2 separate regions of the Zea mays genome follow, and region 2 is linked to region 1. Evidence: chromatin contacts called from public Hi-C data. All regions are on one chromosome and are shown on one strand. The core of a region is the stretch at or near the end of the contact, and the rest is flanking DNA. Distances in the headings are between cores, read along the strand shown.

Region 1 (3,174 bases), core at 559-3,058:
CATGCACCGAGCGTTGTATTCCTAATAAAGTTCATGACCTTATATACGTATATAGATAGTGTCTGTGTAAGCCCTGATAAACTGGCATTATATTTGTAGCAGCGATGATTTGTGTCTTTTTAGCAATATTTATGTTATCTGATTTATTTTAAATATTCTTGAATAGTAACAGATATAGGGGCTTAAACATTTATACCCCTACTTTGAGGCCTTATAGTGATTTTGCCCTGATTTTTAACTTTATGTTTTTACCTCTGCAATTTAAAATTGTAGGCAAATTTTGCCTTTGTTCTATCAAGTCATTGCAATAGTGTTGATTCTGAGATAAAATGACAATTTTTGCTATATGATTTTGCCTCACTTTAGTTGGTTCTTTGTGACTTTACCCCTGTTTTGAATCGAAGATTTAGACATTATTTTTACAGTTTTGAATTTAACACATCATACATTTAAAATATGTGCATAATGGTATGTTTTATTAAAACAATGGCAATATTTTATGACAAAATACGGACACATATGTAATTGTACTCGCATATATTTAATAGATAATCGTGAACCACATATGACAACCACGACGTAGAAACCACCGGATAGTAACATGCCAAGTAGCAAATATATTCTGCAAAACTTTACTCTAACTCTTTAAGATCGTTGTGTTATATTCTCTGAAAAGTCAAAGTATTGATATATATAAGTAAGACAAAATTTCTTATATGATCTACATATATGATACTCCCTCCGTCATACTATTCGTTTTAGATCTTTATTTTTGTGTCCATATTCAAATTGATGATAATAAACCTAGACACATATATAAAACACAAACATTAAATATTTCATGAATCTATTAACACTTTCTAAAATAAATATTATTTTAGGACAGAAAGAAAATATAAAAATCGTACTAACGCATGTGCAACTAACTACGTAATTATGTAGTATTTGAATATGCATGTGCACTCTGGCAAGGTTGCAGTGAAGGGGAGAAATAATAATAAAAAAAAGCTTTGGGGATTTAGTGATTTGGCTCTCCTGGTAGCAATCGGATCATCTCCGGTAATTTTCCCGAGGGTCGGCCATTGCCTCACATCAGTGATCGGAAGTCACTGTAAAGAAATGACATCTCTTCCGGCAGAAGTCTGTGTATAGGAGGGTACCAAATATTTTTAAGAGAAAGAGGTATTTCCTTGTGAATAGTAGAGAAACAGACATTTTTGGCTAGGAGCCAAATCTGCAGAAAGGGACTCATTCTCGAGTTCTCTGGTTTCTCCAAAAGATTTGATGAGGAGCCACACCAAACATTGTTTTTTTACTAACGCTCCTATATTTTTATTAACACTTTACACTCCTATATTTTTATTAACGTATCTAAAAAATAATAAAATCTATAGATACAAATATTAATATTTATGACACTAAATAAATAATATAAAAATATTTTTAAATAAAAATCTAATAATCATTATAAATTTTCCTGGTTAAACTAAATTTTAACTAATTAATATCAAAATATCTGGCTCTATAAATTGGTTCTTTCACTCTCGGGCTAGCCAAAATAACTCGCATGTATTTATAGAGAGGTAAATAGGGAGTTAAATAAAGAGTTAAAAAATTGATGCTCTTAAATACTTTAACCAGAAATTGTTATAGCATTGTTATTTTGTGAAGCTGCATGTGAGGTATTGCGTCAAGTCTGACATGCAGGTAGAAGTTGACAGCCTTGCAGTGGCAGTGCCCCCATGCCACCATGTCACCGCATCTGTACATTATTTGTGGTCCAAAGGCAGAAACAAACAACTGGACGTGAAGTTGGCAGCCTCTGGTTTTACAGATAGAGTGTTTAACTGAGAGTTCATAGGTCAATGAACATAAGACATGCATCTACTCCATATATTTGATTACTGCCCACGAGATTAGCAGGCTGGCTTGCGCATCCAACCTACCGCTTGATTTAATCAAAGTAGCAAGACAGCTCTTGCAGCAGTCTTGCTGCTCCTCAAAAAAGGCTCGGACCAATACAAGCTGCAGCAACAGCCATGGCTTCAGCGAAGCAGAGCAAGAAGATGCGCATACTTCTGATCCCATTCTTCGCCACCAGCCACATCGGGCCCTACATCGACTTCGCCGTCCGTCTCGCGGCAGCCAGGCCAGGAGCCGTCGAGCCCACCGTCGCCGTGACCCCGGCCAATGTTGCGGTGGTCCGGTCGGCGCTCGAGCGCCACGGCCCCGCGGCGAGCGGCACGGTCAGGATCGTCACGTACCCGTTCCCGCGCGTGGATGGCCTCGCTCCGGGCGTGGAGAACCTCTCCACCGCCGGAGACGACGCGTGGCGCATCGACGCCGCCGCCATCGACGAGGCCCTCTCGCGGCCGGCGCAGGAGGCGCTCCTCAGGGAGCGGTCCCCCGACGCCGTCGTGTCGGACTACCACTTCTTCTGGACCAGCAGCATCGCCGCCGAGCTGGGCCTGCCGTGCGTCGTTTTCAGTGTCATCGCCCCCTTCTCGGGTCTCGTCATGCGCATCCTCGCCGGCGCCGTCGTCTCTGGGTCGCGTGACGTTACCGTTCCCGGGTTGCCAGGGCCGGAGATACGGATCCCCGTCAGCGAGCTGCCGGAGTTCCTGAGACGCCCGGCGAAGGACCAAGGCACGTTCAGCCCCTGCAACGCGGCGCAGGCCAGGTGTTTGGGCGTCGCCTACAACACGTTCGCAGGCATGGAGCAGGAGTACCGCGAGGCGAACGTGCGCGCCAAATCCTTGAAGCGCTGCTACTTCGTCGGCCCCGTCTCACTGCCGCTGCCGGCGGCAGCGGCAGGCACCAGCGAGTCTCCATGCATCAGGTGGCTCGACTCCAGGCCAAGCTGCTCGGTGGTGTACGTGTGCTTCGGCACCTACGCCGCCATCTCGGAGGACCAGCTCCGGGAGCTGGCGCTCGGCCTGGAGGCCTCAGGGGAGCCGTTCCTGTGGGTGGTGAGGGCCGACGGGTGGACGCCGCCGGAGGGCTGGGAGCAGCGCGTCGGGGAGAGGGGGATGCTGGTGAGAGGGTGGGCTCCGCAGACGGCGGTGCTGGCCCATCCAGCGGTGGGCGCGTTCCTGACGCACTGCGGGTCGAGCTCGTTGCTGGAGGCGGCGGCGGCCGGCGTGCCGATGCTGACGTGGCCGCTGGTGTTCGACC
Region 2 (3,074 bases), core at 115-2,614, 460 kb before region 1:
GGGGTTCTAAATATATGTCGTGGAAGCGCTAACGTCCTGATGATATTGGCGTTGTTGTCGCTCAGCCTAATAGGCGGGGGCTCTATGCCGATTGATTAGGTTGCTGCTATCATTATTATCAAGGACGGCTGCTTTGAAAACCATTTCATTTGGTCATGTATGACATCTTCACCAACTCCTTGCTCCCACCAGCTGCTGAGAGCATAAGGGCATTTGATTTAGCGATGCGATTTTAGTTTTTTTTTGTTTCCCTCCTGCTGCTAGTACGTAGTACAACGGAACATCCCCCCTTTTTTATATTTATATACATATAAAAGGACGACTCAACATTTAAAATATGGAACCTACATTTGTATTAGGCAGAGTGAACCACATGTCCAAGTAACTGAACTCGAGGTTAATCTATCACTTATCAGGGATCTTTATCATATTTACTTTCTATCTTTTGTTTGAGATGGAAATCCAAGCATGGACGTGAAACCTACTCCTACTACAATGGAAAATGATACCGATTTCTCTTTTGCTCAAAAAGATAAAAATAATGCATCACTTTCTCTTTTGTTCAAAAAGATTTAAAAAAATGCATCAGTCGTAATAATATACTCTTTCCTGTTTTTTTGTGTGACCGAGTCTCCGTCTGTACACGCAAACTTCTAGAATGCACCACCTCAACGACACATTACTTTTTTCTCTTGTGGGCAATTATGCAATCCACAGATGCCCTTTTTCTGTTGATAGGTATTTTCCACTACAACAGTGCAGTTCCACTCTGTCTGCTGATGGGCATGCATGCTTGGTTTGCTACCTCTTGACTCTCGTTGCTGTTGCTTCCAACTTTCGCATCACACTCATGGACCCTTTACTTGATGGACAGTTTTGCTTCTCTTGAGTATTTGTTTCGTAGAAAACTAGCATCCAAACAACATGGCATGCGGGTCCATTCGTCTTCTGAGTACGATTCACCATGGAACAGGCAGCATTTCAGTTTTGAGGAACACACACACCTCACATGATGTCGCTTTTGAGCAGCAAAAAATTAGCATCATATTGTTATTGGTAACCCACGGTGTAGGTTTCAATCCACAACGCATCTCGATCTTTGGCTGTAGTCACATCTATATGACAGGTTAAAAGGATAGACAACCACTCTAATGCCGTTTGGTATAAGTAAATAATATTACACCCATGCCTTAGTTTTGCTGCCTGCCTGAATGAGATTGTCCAACTACCCAAAAAGCAAGAGCATCTAGAAACCCTTGATTAGAAGATGTCGAACACCTGTTTCTTTCCAGTACATCTTTACGCCGAAATCTATTTGACACTTACTATTCATAATGTTCCTTGATTGATGAATGAGAATTGTGTATTTACTGAAAGTGAGAAACTGACCTGTGTACTGTACTACTAGATTGTTTTGGTTCTCTTCTCGATCGGGCATCAGTAAAAAGCGCTCCCATTTTCTCAACAGGTTTTACTCCACCTACGGGCACGTTGCCAAGCTTGCTGAGGAGATGAAGAAAGGCGCCGCTTCAGTTGAAGGCGTGGAGGTCAAAGTATGGCAGGTCAGTGTCTGTCAGCAACGGTGCAATCTTCGAGTTAGCTAGAACCAATGTGTTGTGTGAGTCTGGAATGGTCACCGCCAAATTCCCATCGGTTTCACTTTCACACGCGAAGGTCCCGGAGATTCTGTCCGAGGAGGTGCTCGGCAAGATGGGCGCGCCACCCAAGACCGACGCGCCGGTCATCACCCCGCAGGAGCTGGCGGAGGCCGACGGCGTCCTCTTCGGGTTCCCCACGCGGTTCGGCATGATGGCGGCGCAGATGAAGGCCTTCTTCGACGCGACCGGCGGGCTGTGGCGCGAGCAGAGCCTGGCCGGCAAGCCCGCCGGCCTCTTCTTCAGCACCGGCTCCCAGGGTGGCGGCCAGGAGACCACGCCGTGAGCAGCCGTCTCCTCTCCTTTTTTCACAACATGTTTCCTTCCCCTTGCAGCACCAACCGATCGAATCGCAGAAGCAGTGGGTAACGTTTCCCCCTTGGCGTGGCGGCCAGGCTGACGGCGGTGACGCAGCTGACGCACCACGGGATGGTGTTCGTGCCTGTGGGGTACACGTTCGGCGCCAAGATATTCGACATGGAGAGCGTGCACGGCGGCAGCCCGTACGGCGCGGGCACGTTCGCCGGGGACGGGTCGCGGTGGCCGACGGAACTGGAGCTGGAGCACGCCTTCCACCAGGGCAAGTACTTCGCCGGCATCGCCAAGAGGCTCAAGGGCGGCTCCGCCTGATATCGCTCGCACCCTCCTATACGTATACATAATTATTATAGGGAACATATCTGGTGCATATATAAATTTAGTGTACATGGTGCATATATTAAATCAGCATTACTCATTTTAGATATAATGTCTCTAGTTGTTGGTATATTTTGCTAAGAACACCCTCCGACGTGGTGAAGTATAGCGGTGGAAAATATTATTTATAAATTGCAATGATCAACTAGAGACGTTAAATCTAAAATAAATAGTGATGATTTAATATGTGCACCATATATACTAAGCTTCCATGTACACCAGATATGTCCTCGTTATTACATGTACACGAGGTATGATATGCATTCCATGTTTTCGTGGTGGTTTCGATTGTATTGTTGTGTGAAATTTGGTAATCGGACCCATATTAATTAATAATTATGGCGTCATTCATGTGACCGGTGCTCCTATGTTCCTCTTGCTTGGTATCGAATGGAACAAGTGTCTTCATTGTTTCGGCCCACATAGCAGGGCGTTCGGAAGTAACCTATAGTCCATCGCCGGCTCGGTCAAGTGTTCATGTATGGCGTGTCTCGGCCTGCTTACTTGGGCCGTGCCACGTAGAAGACTGGAAGGTGCAAAGGGCATGCCATCGGTAACTTGTTTACAGGGTTAAAAAAAAGGCATTGGTACGGATAGGGGATGTTTGGCACCTACTGTAGGATTTTTACATGGATCATGTTAGGAATTACTGCAAAACACAACAACATGAGAACACATTCCCGTATTGCAAATAGGTTCCTAGACCATCTCCAACTCCAAGTC

The links. A called contact is a pair of places that touch in the nucleus more often than the background predicts.
Region 2: a contact with region 1 is called in a Hi-C map of ear, with 2.0 times the contacts expected there. The contact joins the promoter of LOC100285601 here to the promoter of LOC100191999 in region 1. A contact is called at or near these places in 2 of 25 Hi-C or Micro-C datasets (bundle sheath and ear).

What each region holds. Positions count from the first base shown.
Region 1 is chr8:124,308,720-124,311,893 of Zm-B73-REFERENCE-NAM-5.0, reverse strand. It overlaps LOC100191999 (Cytokinin-O-glucosyltransferase 1), which reads left to right and starts at 1,808. Exons shown (of 1, transcript NM_001137423.2): 1 at 1,808-3,174. The coding sequence starts at 2,040.
Region 2 is chr8:124,764,818-124,767,891 of Zm-B73-REFERENCE-NAM-5.0, reverse strand. LOC100285601 reads left to right here and starts at 1,364. Exons shown (of 4, transcript NM_001366732.1): 1 at 1,364-1,376; 2 at 1,469-1,562; 3 at 1,675-1,937; 4 at 2,051-2,378. The coding sequence starts at 1,512. The coding sequence ends at 2,285.